Linked DNA regions of Rattus norvegicus: region 1 is linked to region 2. A link is a contact called in public Hi-C data. All regions are on one chromosome and are shown on one strand. Each heading gives the region's core, a stretch centred on a gene start, on an enhancer-like site or on the middle of the called end of the contact. The rest is flanking DNA. Distances are from core to core; before and after follow the strand shown.

What was found. Hi-C and Micro-C count contacts between places; a contact is called where the count stands out from the background.
Region 1: a contact with region 2 is called in a Hi-C map of psoas muscle, with 3 times the contacts expected there. The contact joins the enhancer-like site here to the promoter of Ascl5 in region 2. A contact is called at or near these places in 8 of 12 Hi-C or Micro-C datasets (the A7r5 cell line, the Rat2 cell line, Schwann cells and 4 more).

What each region holds. Positions count from the first base shown.
Region 1 is chr13:50,082,676-50,088,151 of GRCr8, forward strand. It overlaps Cacna1s (calcium voltage-gated channel subunit alpha1 S), which reads left to right. Exons shown (of 44, transcript NM_053873.1): 14 at 52-166; 15 at 996-1,089; 16 at 2,420-2,489; 17 at 5,133-5,265. Among named protein-coding and RNA genes, the nearest start is that of Cacna1s, 40 kb to the left of the region's middle. Within about 2 kb of position 2,131, at least 1 of the 93 cell types and tissues checked has an H3K27ac peak or open chromatin away from gene starts, as enhancers often do.
Region 2 is chr13:50,040,074-50,044,929 of GRCr8, forward strand. Ascl5 (achaete-scute family bHLH transcription factor 5) reads left to right here and starts at 3,447. Exons shown (of 1, transcript NM_001398588.1): 1 at 3,447-4,856. The coding sequence starts at 3,674. The coding sequence ends at 4,240.

The DNA.
Region 1 (5,476 bases), core at 881-3,380, 41 kb after region 2:
CCCAGAAACTACCTTCCACTGGCAACTCAGATCTCCTTAGCTGACCCGTAGACATCCTTCTCAATGTCTTCCTGGCTATCGCTGTGGACAACCTGGCAGAGGCTGAGAGCCTGACATCTGCCCAGAAGGCCAAGGCTGAGGAGAGAAAGCGCAGGAAGATGTCTAGGTGAGTGTTGCCCCCTCTTGGTGAGAGACAGAATGTTGGGCCCTGCCTATGGCCTCTAGGCTGTAAGCAGAACTTCTCCTTGAGCCAGATGAGCAGGGGCCACATGACACCTGCTCCTGTGAGCAGGCTTCTCCAAGCAGGACCTGCTTTTGAGTCACTGTTCCTCTTGGAGGCGGCCATCTTCTTCTCAAGTTTCCATCTGGTGCCTCCGGGAGTAGACAGTGTATAGGTTTTCTAGACAGTATTTCTCAAATCCAAGCTGCAAACGAACAATCTGGAAGCTTTGAGAGATGTAGAGTCCATGCGGACTGCCCTGAACCAGGTGGGGTAGAAGAAGGTTTGAATATTCTAGTCAGTCCCCAGGTAGCGCTGACGCTGTTTGGGCTTGGACGATCACAGTTTAGGCAACTGAATTTCAGTTTGGAGCCTGCTTCTTCAGATGCACATGCCTGCAGGAATGGGATGCCCGTTTCTTGGAGGCAAGATGGAAAGAGCTAGGGATAGAAGGAGCAGCAAAGTCCCCAGATATTTCTAGGGTCGGAAGTGTCTTACACAAGCCATAATTCCATTCTGAATCCTACATAAATGAGGTGCAAAGCCACTCTCCACTCACTGACTATGGATGACCACTGAGAGTCTAGCATTAAACCCTTTACCACAGAGAAAAGGCTTGCCCGGGCATACTGCCCTTCCTATCTGGTGGCCAGTGCTGCTTCTTCCTTCACAGATGCCCTTGAGCATTGGGTGTGAGAAGTTCCTGAGGGTGTTGTCAGGCCTGGAGCCATCCTTGTTGGCTCCCATCTTGAATTTCCTGGGTTTTTCATTTTAGAGGGCTCCCAGACAAGTCAGAAGAGGAGAGATCCACAATGACCAAGAAGCTGGAGCAGAAACCCAAGGGTGAAGGCATCCCCACCACTGCCAAGGTGAGGTCTAGCATGGGGAAATTTGCAGGCTAGGTGGAGGGTCTCTGACTTCTCATGTCACTCTGGGGAGGAAAGTGGAGACAACACCACCTTGCTCCTGTAGGAGAGAGAGCTGTTGTTGTAAAATTATAATTAACAGGCAGTCTTTTTGCCCGCTCTAGGTCCGGCACCATAATGCCCCAAGATATCTGATAGATATCTTAATCTCAGTCAGCAAAGTCTTTCACCCGCTTTTGCTCCATCCCATATCACACTACTGAAGGCCTCTCTCTGAGCCTGGCAACAATCTCTCTACCCATCCAGTTCCCAAGGCAGACTGCCCCATAGCAGAAATATCCATTCTAATTCTGTGGCGTCCCACACACTCTCCCAAATTCAATTCTCCACCAGAAAGAACACACAACCCAATAACCTCTGACCCAATTGATAAGATATAATTGCCCACCTAAACATACAAAGCCCTGCACACATCCATCCCTCAAGAACATTCATAACAACCTGTAAAGGTACAGCATAGAATCTTAACATCAGCTGCCATGTTGTCCTGCGGCTACTCTGCTGTCTCCTGCTCCCTCCTCCTCTTCCCTTAAACTTTTCACTCGCCCATCCTTCCTTTTCATCCAATGACAGGTCTCGTTCTATCCTGTATAGGCCCTCACCTGTATTTTACAAATTAAATGGGGAGAAGGTTCTAATGAAGTCACCTGAGTCCTGAGTATGAGACTAGGCAGCCGTCCTTAGGTCAGCGGAATTAGCACCAAAATACAGATAACTCCAGGGCAAACCACAGTAGAGAGCCAACGGCTACATCTCTCACAGGGACTCCTGTGTGGAGAGATATAGGCCCTTCAACCTGGGATCCAGATTTCCTTAGAATCAGGAAGGCACCCCACCCGCCCACCCCCAATGTTCTACTAAGAGCCTGGCTTTCCACTCTTGCTAGTCCTTCCCTGTGTGTTTCAGTCTGACCCCGTTCACCACTGTGGAGAGTGAGGAAAGAGAGTTCAGGAGCCAGGAGAGTCCTAAGCTGCAGAGAAGCTGCACGGTGTAACCTAAGGAGCTTGGATCTCTTGTAGAGAGTTAAGGCAGCACACAGAGAGGACAGGCTAAGACTGGCTAAAACCTTGGTTTTGCCCAGCGCAGGCTTGAACAAGTTGTGCACCTTGCAGGACCTGGCTCCTTATTTGTAAGACATAACAATTCCACTACTACCCACCTCTCAGGTCATAGGGAACATTCAGAAAGCGGCACAACAGCTCCCCAGAGCATGCCCAGTAAGTTCAAGCATTAGTTTCTGCTTTCTCACCACCACCGCTGTTCCTTTCCACAGCTGAAAATCGATGAGTTTGAATCGAACGTCAATGAGGTGAAAGACCCCTACCCTTCAGCTGACTTCCCAGGTAAGGATCCTGAGCCTGGGCTGAGGCACGGTGCTGTTGGAGTGTCTGTGTGCTGGTACTGAATTCCCTATGTGGGTGTCTCTTGTGTCTCCTACATGGACCTCTCCATGTGGAGACCAGGACTCTGAAGACACCCCCTTTGCCTTGCAAAGAAGCAACCTGCAAGCCTGCCTCTCCCTGCAATACACACAGCAACGATATTCCATGCATGCTCCAATTTACCTGTACAGAGTTCCAGCTATATGCTTCAATATGGACACCCAGTTTTCAAAGAGCACGGGGCTGGTAGGCATATAACTCCTTCCGACCCAGTAGGATATGTCCAAAGAAAGATATTTTCATTAATATAGTGGTGGAGCAAATCGCTCCTCTCTGTCCTCTGACAAAACCATGACTGCCAGACTGTCACTGTGTGAAAACTCACAAGGGCAGCATGGGAGGAAGGTGGGAAGCAGAGCTACAAACTGCCTGCAAGCATCTCCTGAGTGCACGTGGCTGCTGGCTGCTGTGTGAACCGTACTCATCTGGACCAGGACACCATGCATGGCAGATGCAGACGCCAGGATGGGTTAGCACTACGTGGCCTGTCAGCTCCCTCATGGGTCCTTCTGAGCATTTTGCTTCTTATTTCGGAATCGGCTGGTTCCCTTCCGTGTCTCTAAGCTCCAGTTGGACTTTCTGGGCTCTGGATGGTCCGTATTTGGCACACAGCAGGCCTTCCACAAATCAAACAGGTGATCACAGGAAATGATTTCGCTAAGTGCAGAGTGGAGCGTAAGGCTGGCAAAATTTCTTCAACTACCTAGTGGGAACTGAGAACACTTCCTGTGGACTTGTGTCGTCTAATGACTGTCCCCTCTTGGTGCTTGTGGCTGGCATGCAGGTGGGAGCGTGACAGCTATGGGAGATCTGATGTGAGCATGAAGAGAAAGGGCTGGAGAGAAATGAGAGCAGGAGGCACAGAGCATGTGCGTTGGAGAGAGGCCTCACCAAGGCCACCAAATATATTTATATCTAACCTCTTTCCAAAAATAAATCTTGGTGGCTTATGACAAACGTTCTGTGCAATCTGGGCCTAATGCATAGTCCTGTAATCCCAGCTCCCCTAGAGGCGGAGGCATGGGAATATAGGTCAGTGGCAGAGAGCACTTGCCTATCGTATGGGAGACCTCAAGTTCAATAGTCAGTACTGAAGGAAAAGAAAAGAAGAGAAAAGAAAAGAGAAGCGAAATATGCAGTAAAACTAACAAAACAGACAAAGGGATAAAGAATTAGGGATCTGCAAAAATATAAATGTTAAGAATGAGCCCTCCATGCAATTAAACAGTCATGTCAGGCTGGGTAGATGGAAGTGTCCTGTTAGGGAATGGGGTGGGGTCGGGACAGGGGAGCTGTTAGGATCAGAGAGGACAGAAGAGGAGAGGAGAAGGGAGGGGAGGGGAGGGCAAGGGAAGGGGAGAGGGGAGGGGAGGGGAGGGGAGAGGAGGGGAGAGGAGAGGAGAGGAGAGGAGAGGAGAGGAGAGGAGAGGAGAGGAGAGGAGAGGAGAGGAGAGGAGAGGAGAGGAGAGGAGAGGAGGTGGGTTTGGGATGGTTGAGGAATCCACAGGTATCCACCAGCAGACTCAGGCATTCTTGGCATTCCTGAGAGTCATGGCCAGGCTGACAAGGTGGGGAGCAGGCACTGTCTGTGGGGGAACCAAGCAGAACTCAACTTTAGGAATATGCTTGGAATATCTGTGCTCTCTGCTTCACCTCGGACCTCGGTGGTCACTTTCCTGGCCAAAGCTCAAGAGATAATGGGAGCCAGACAGTGGTAGTACCTGCCTTTAATCCTAGCACTCGGGAAGTAGAGGCAGGTGGATCGTGGATCTCTGTGAGTTTGAGGCCAACCTGGGTGAGAGAGAGAGAGAGAGAGAGAGAGAGAGAGAGAGAGAGAGAGAGAGAGAGAGGGAGGGAGAGAGAGAGAGAATATAAGAACGGTTCATTCTGGGCTAGAGAGATGGCTCAGCGGTTAAGAACACCTGACTGTTCTTCCAGAGGTCATGAGTTCAATTCCCAGCAACCACATGGTGGCTCACAACCATCTGTAAAGGGATCTGATGCCCTCTTCTGGTGTATCTGAAGACAGCCACAGTGTACTTATATATAATAAAATAAATCTTAAAAAAAAAAAAAAAAAAAAGAACGGTTCATTCTGTCCACTCTAGAAACTCTTTAAAGATAATTGTTTTTAGAATCCTAACCCAGGAAGGAAGCTCGAACTCTGTTTTTCCAAAATCCTTTCCTCCTTGGTCAATTTTATGAATCGGAAAGGAGAAACTAAGACAGGATAGCGCTCCACGAGGCAGTGGTAGAGTCAGGCCAGGGACCACATCTTTGTAGCAACCAACTGCTGCTTAAGATGTTGTGAGTGTAGCCCTGAGACAGAAGACGTAGCAACCACACTCCTTAACCTTGCTCCTGGCCCTTCTTGCAGAAGGTTTGGGGGGACTTCTGAGCTACGTCTGCACTACGCACCAAAAGGGGAAGACCCAGGCCATACCCCGCTAATACCTGGTGTCCCAAACCAGCCTTTGCTCAGCAGCTTCGGAGGAGGACTCTGAGCACGGAAGCCAAGGGCCAACAAAGTTCTCTGTCCCGCAGGGGACGACGAGGAAGATGAGCCTGAGATCCCAGCAAGCCCCCGACCACGCCCTCTGGCTGAGCTGCAGCTGAAAGAGAAAGCGGTGCCCATCCCAGAGGCCAGCTCCTTCTTCATCTTCAGCCCCACCAATAAGTAGGTAGTGCTTCTGGCAACCATGAGAGCTGATGAGGCCCTCAAAGACAGTGGCTCCCCCCCCCCCCCCGAAGAGATCCACTCTTCATTCTCCCCGTCTTTGGTTACCATGTGCACAGTTCATTCCTCTGGGTTATAGTTTTGAGCAATGTCTAAACTGCTAGCAGTGAATTGGGGTGTGGCAGCATGGCAGAGGGTTTGCCTGGCACAC
Region 2 (4,856 bases), core at 2,197-4,696:
CAAGTAAAGGCAGTGAGAAAGCAAGGCATTTAGGGATGATATATGCAGGAAGAACTGCACTGTTTCAGAACCACCACTTTATCTAGTAAGGTGCCTAATACTAACTCCATGCACTTTTTATTTTTATTCAAATAACAAAATACACATAACTGCACATATATGTACAATGAAAGTTTATGTGATGTGTACATTTAACAAACTCAGGGTAGAAATAATGGAGTCGACAGAAATCCACACAGCTCTTCCTTCTGGTCCTGGGACCTTTATTCTCAAGATAGCAAAGGACCAAGACCTCTAAAAATAGTCGCATTTTTCTCATCACCACACTGTGGCGCTGTTTACAGTCATTTCTACCAGGGAGCTCAAAGGCAGGTTCTCTGATCCTCATAGATCTTAGAAGTTGGGAAGGGGGCCACTGCTCCTGGTTGGTTTTTTGTTTGTTTGTTTGTTTGTTTGTTTGTTTGGGGGGGGCGGTGAGTGTTTCTAAACTCAGAGAAAGGATTTTCTCATTATGGTCTCAGAGGTGAGCTCATAATAGTTAGCTCCAAGAAGAACTCAATACCCCACCACTAGCAAGACATCTTCCCCGGGGTGACCCGAGTGACTTCTCTTAGCATAGGCTAAATACTAGAACTGTAACTGCAGTAGGGCATCCCTCTAGCAGGAGCTGTAACTTAATAAGATCCTTCATTAGGGCATCCAAGTCTTTCAGATACCCTGATGGTCATCAAGAGAACTACCACAGAAGAGGAGAAAGCTGGACATGATTGGTTAGCATTTATTACATCATGATTCCTAACCACAGGACCTTGGACAAATGACTTAACCTTTATGTGTCTCTGTTTTCTCACCTGAAAAATCAGGTAATATTAACTACCTCACAAGAATGGTGTGAGGACTTGAGGACGTTTGAGACTAGCACTGAGAACAGTGTCTTACACACCATGAGGAATAACAGCTAAAATTATCATTATTTCACGGCAAGTTTGCTGACTGGGGTGGGCTTCTGTTTGAGTCACCTTTCTGAATAGTTTTAAACAAAAAAAAACCCACTAATGCATGGACTATTTATTTTAAAAATAAGTCCTGAGGGGTTGGGGATTTAGCTCAGTGGTAGAGCGCTTGCCTAGGAAGCGCAAGGCCCTGGGTTCGGTCCCCAGCTCCGAAAAAAAAAGAACCAAAAAAAAAAAATAAGTCCTGAATGTTGAATCAGCATGAGAGGTCGAGTTCTTAAAATTGTCATTGATACAAATAAACTCCTGCCCTCTGTCAGATCAAATATAAATAATCAAGTCTCCGTTTCAAAAATTTAAAGACACAGAATACTACTGGCAAGGATCTCGAGCAATCTGTATGAGCCCAGCACAGTGTGAGCGGCTTTAGCATTAAAAGGAAAAACCTTACCCCTGCCCATGGGGACTCATGTCCTGAGCAAATTCTCAGATACTCAGTCTTGACAGCCCAGGCTGGGACCTGGAAACCCCACCAGGACATCTAGATTCTTGTTCCAAAACTAACTCTTATTCTAAGACCAAGCTACCATCGGTGGGAAGCTCTGGAGGTCTGTTAAGAAGAGCAGGGAGAATTTTGGTCGTGATGTTTTATACATCAGCTTCCACCCTCGAGCAAGTGCGAGACTCTGAGGCTTTGGAACCTTGTCTGTTGTTCTCAATCAGCATTGAGGAGAAAGCTGACTGGGGACAGACTCAGACCTGTGAAAAGGACAAAAGTGGGAGGGTATAGAGGACACTCAGAAATCTGCGATTGTCACCAGCTTCTTGGGCAGGGAGAGGGTTGGCTCTTTTCTGCCACATAGACAAGACTGGCCCACAGCCAAGGCCTAGGGACACCCAACTTTCTCAATGCAGGCCGATTACGCACCCATTCAGTAAACTCTGAGCATCGTGCTCAAAGGGGAGAGCGAAGAACAGAGCTCTGAGCACCCCAAGGACACTTAAGAACACTGTGAACACTCATGGGGACAGGGAACAGGGCCAGAGAGGCAGAACATAGAGCTGGAATCTGATAAGCATAGCCAATGAAACCTGGCGGCACTTAAGCCCAACACAGACCAATTATTTCCAAAATAACAGCTTTCTGAAACCTGGGGAATGGCTATGTGTAATTATGCCACACCCTGGCAAACCCAGTTTTTGGCCTAATCCTCTTTCTTGGTTATTCAGACATGATTTATGAAACATCTATTACATACTAGGGACAGGGCTCAGCTTGGACAGATACAGATTGAGTTCCGGGGCAGCGAAGGCTACACAGAGAAACCCTGTCGCCAAAGGGGGAAAGAAAAGAAAGGAAAAGAAAACAAAAGAAAAAAGGAAAGGAAAGGAAAGAAAAGAAAAGAAAAGAAAAGAAAAGAAAAGACACCTTGTAAGGTGCCCTTGTAAGGTGTTATACAGGAGAACACCAAGATGGGGTGAGACCCATATGTCCTCCTGAACCCGTGGGACCTGGGACAGGGCAGGTGATAGTTTGACCCTCAGGGAGCTTTGAAATAACTAAGCACTAAGTGCTTTGTAATTAGGGTTACCTTCCACCAGAGAGAGGCTTGTGTTGAGATAGCTGCTGCTCCTCCTGCTAGTTCCATCATCTCTCTTAACCGATGTTATCACTGTTAGTCACGTCTCTGTGTGTGGATATGTGCGGGTGAGCCTCCAGTCCTCCGTAGCTAGTGTCACAGGCAGTTGGTGAGCCCCTGGCTGCTGGAAACCTAGCCCTCTGTACAAAGCAGTACCTGCTCTTGATTGCAAAGCCACCTCTCTAACCCCCCCCATGCCCCACCCCCAGTAGGCTGTCTCCCGTTTTAGATGTCAGGCCCTGGAAGGAAGCCGTGAGGAGATGATCCGAGTTCTTAAAGGACATAATATTAACGGCTGCCGTTATCAGCTAGGCCAGGTTACCGGGTGCTCCGGGGCTGTGTTCTTACTCTCTCAGTTGCCATCTTAGGAACTGTAAAGGATGTTTTCTATCTCTCCAAAGACGGAAATACATCCAAGGACGTCACCTGACGATTGAGGGGTGAACATAAGATTTGAGCTCAGACCAACAGCTCTCCAGATCCCCACCCTCTCTTCTCCTGATCGTTTCTGGAGATAGGAGTACCACAAAAGCCTTTCCTTAGTGATATGTTCGCTTTTCTCTACTTTTAGCAAAGTTCTGGGACCTCTTCTGCTGAGCTGCCACGCTCTCCGCCTCTGCCCAGGTCCCCTCAGATTGGGGATCCTGCAACAAGATCCAGTGAGGAACAAGGACTGGGCACTGGGGGATCTGGTCACGGAGGCTCGGAGGCTCGGAGGCTCGCAGCTAGAGCCAGGGACAGTGCTGGTGTTGGGCTGCAGGAAGAGGCAAGACTTTCAGTTCAGGAGGACCAGGGAAGAGAAGAGGGAGAAAGTCCTCAGATTGCACAATTCATGGCACCGCAGGCACGATCACAGCAGGTACCTGCTGAGCCCCTGCAAGGAAGGCTCTGCACTTGTCCGGAGCTATGACTCACATTAGGAAGTCCAAGCCATCCCAAAAAGGCAAAATGAAGCCTTAGCAACTCGCGGCACCCCAGAGTGCTAGCGATGTGACTTGTCCCCGTTGTCAGGACCATACAGAGTCTGTGCAGAGGCCATTCGGTGAGGGCCTCACTCTGGGTCCAGCTCCACAGGGAACAATGAACAGTAACTTCTGTCGAGCTCTGGTGGACCGCGGGTCCCCGGGGGGCATACAGCTGGGTGTCGTGGCCCCTGCAGGACCGACGCCGCTGGCAGCCACTGAGCCCCTGGGCAACGTACCCTTTCTGTTATACCCGGGACACTCCGAGCCGTCTTACTACGATGCCTACACTGGGGTGTTCCCCTACGTGCCCTTCCCCGGTGCCTTCGGGGTTTACGACTACCCGTTCGAGCCCGCCTTCATCCAGAAACGCAACGAGCGCGAGCGGCAGCGGGTCAAGTGCGTGAACGAGGGCTATGCGCGCCTCCGCGGCCACCTCCCTGGTGCCCTGGCTGAAAAGAGGCTCAGCAAGGTGGAGACACTGCGCGCCGCCATCCGCTACATCAAGTACTTGCAGGAGCTGCTGAGTGCGGCCCCCGATGGCGCGCCACCCACCGCCACCTCCCCGCCGCCCGCCCACGCCGGCCACGGTAACGCGCTGCAGCCCCCCTCCCTGGTGGCCGAGTCCAGTGGGTCCTCCTTTTCGCCTTCGCCTTTTTTGGAGTCGGAGGAACCCAGCCTTTGATTTCGCCAGAAGCCTCGACTTGTCTCTCTAGGGAACAGCTTGGGGGCTTCTGGATCGCCTGTGCCGAGCAGGACAGTGGTGTTCGAATTCTGTGATCCCACCTCCAACCACTTGAGCCAGATGTGCGGGCCCGGGGTAGAGTTGGCGAGATAGGGATCCCAGAAGGTGATGACTGCGGTGAGGAGCAGAGTCCTGGACAGCTCCTGTACCAGCCTCAGCGCGGCTCTGTTGTCCACCACACCAAGTCGCACTCTGACTATTATGCGCCATCCCTGGGCCTTCCACAAGATGGCCTCAAATACTAGCGAGGATCTTGATGGCCTCTAAAGACCAGGAATTCTGAGGGAGGGACAAGGGAAGTTAAAACCAGGCTGCTTGCATTCAGCACCCTGGAGCTGACAGACTTGGGAGGAGTGTGTGTGTGTGTGTGTGTGTGTGTGTGTGTGTGTGTGTGTGTGTGTGTGTGTGTGTGTGTGTGTGTGATGTCGCTGGTGCCCATTGGCTTCCTTGTCAGAGAGTGGTCACCTCCCCTCTCTTACCCTTTTCAGTATAGTCTCTTCTGGTCTTTTCCCAGGTTAAGGGCTTAAATACCTTCCCCACCCCAAGACTTGTAAGC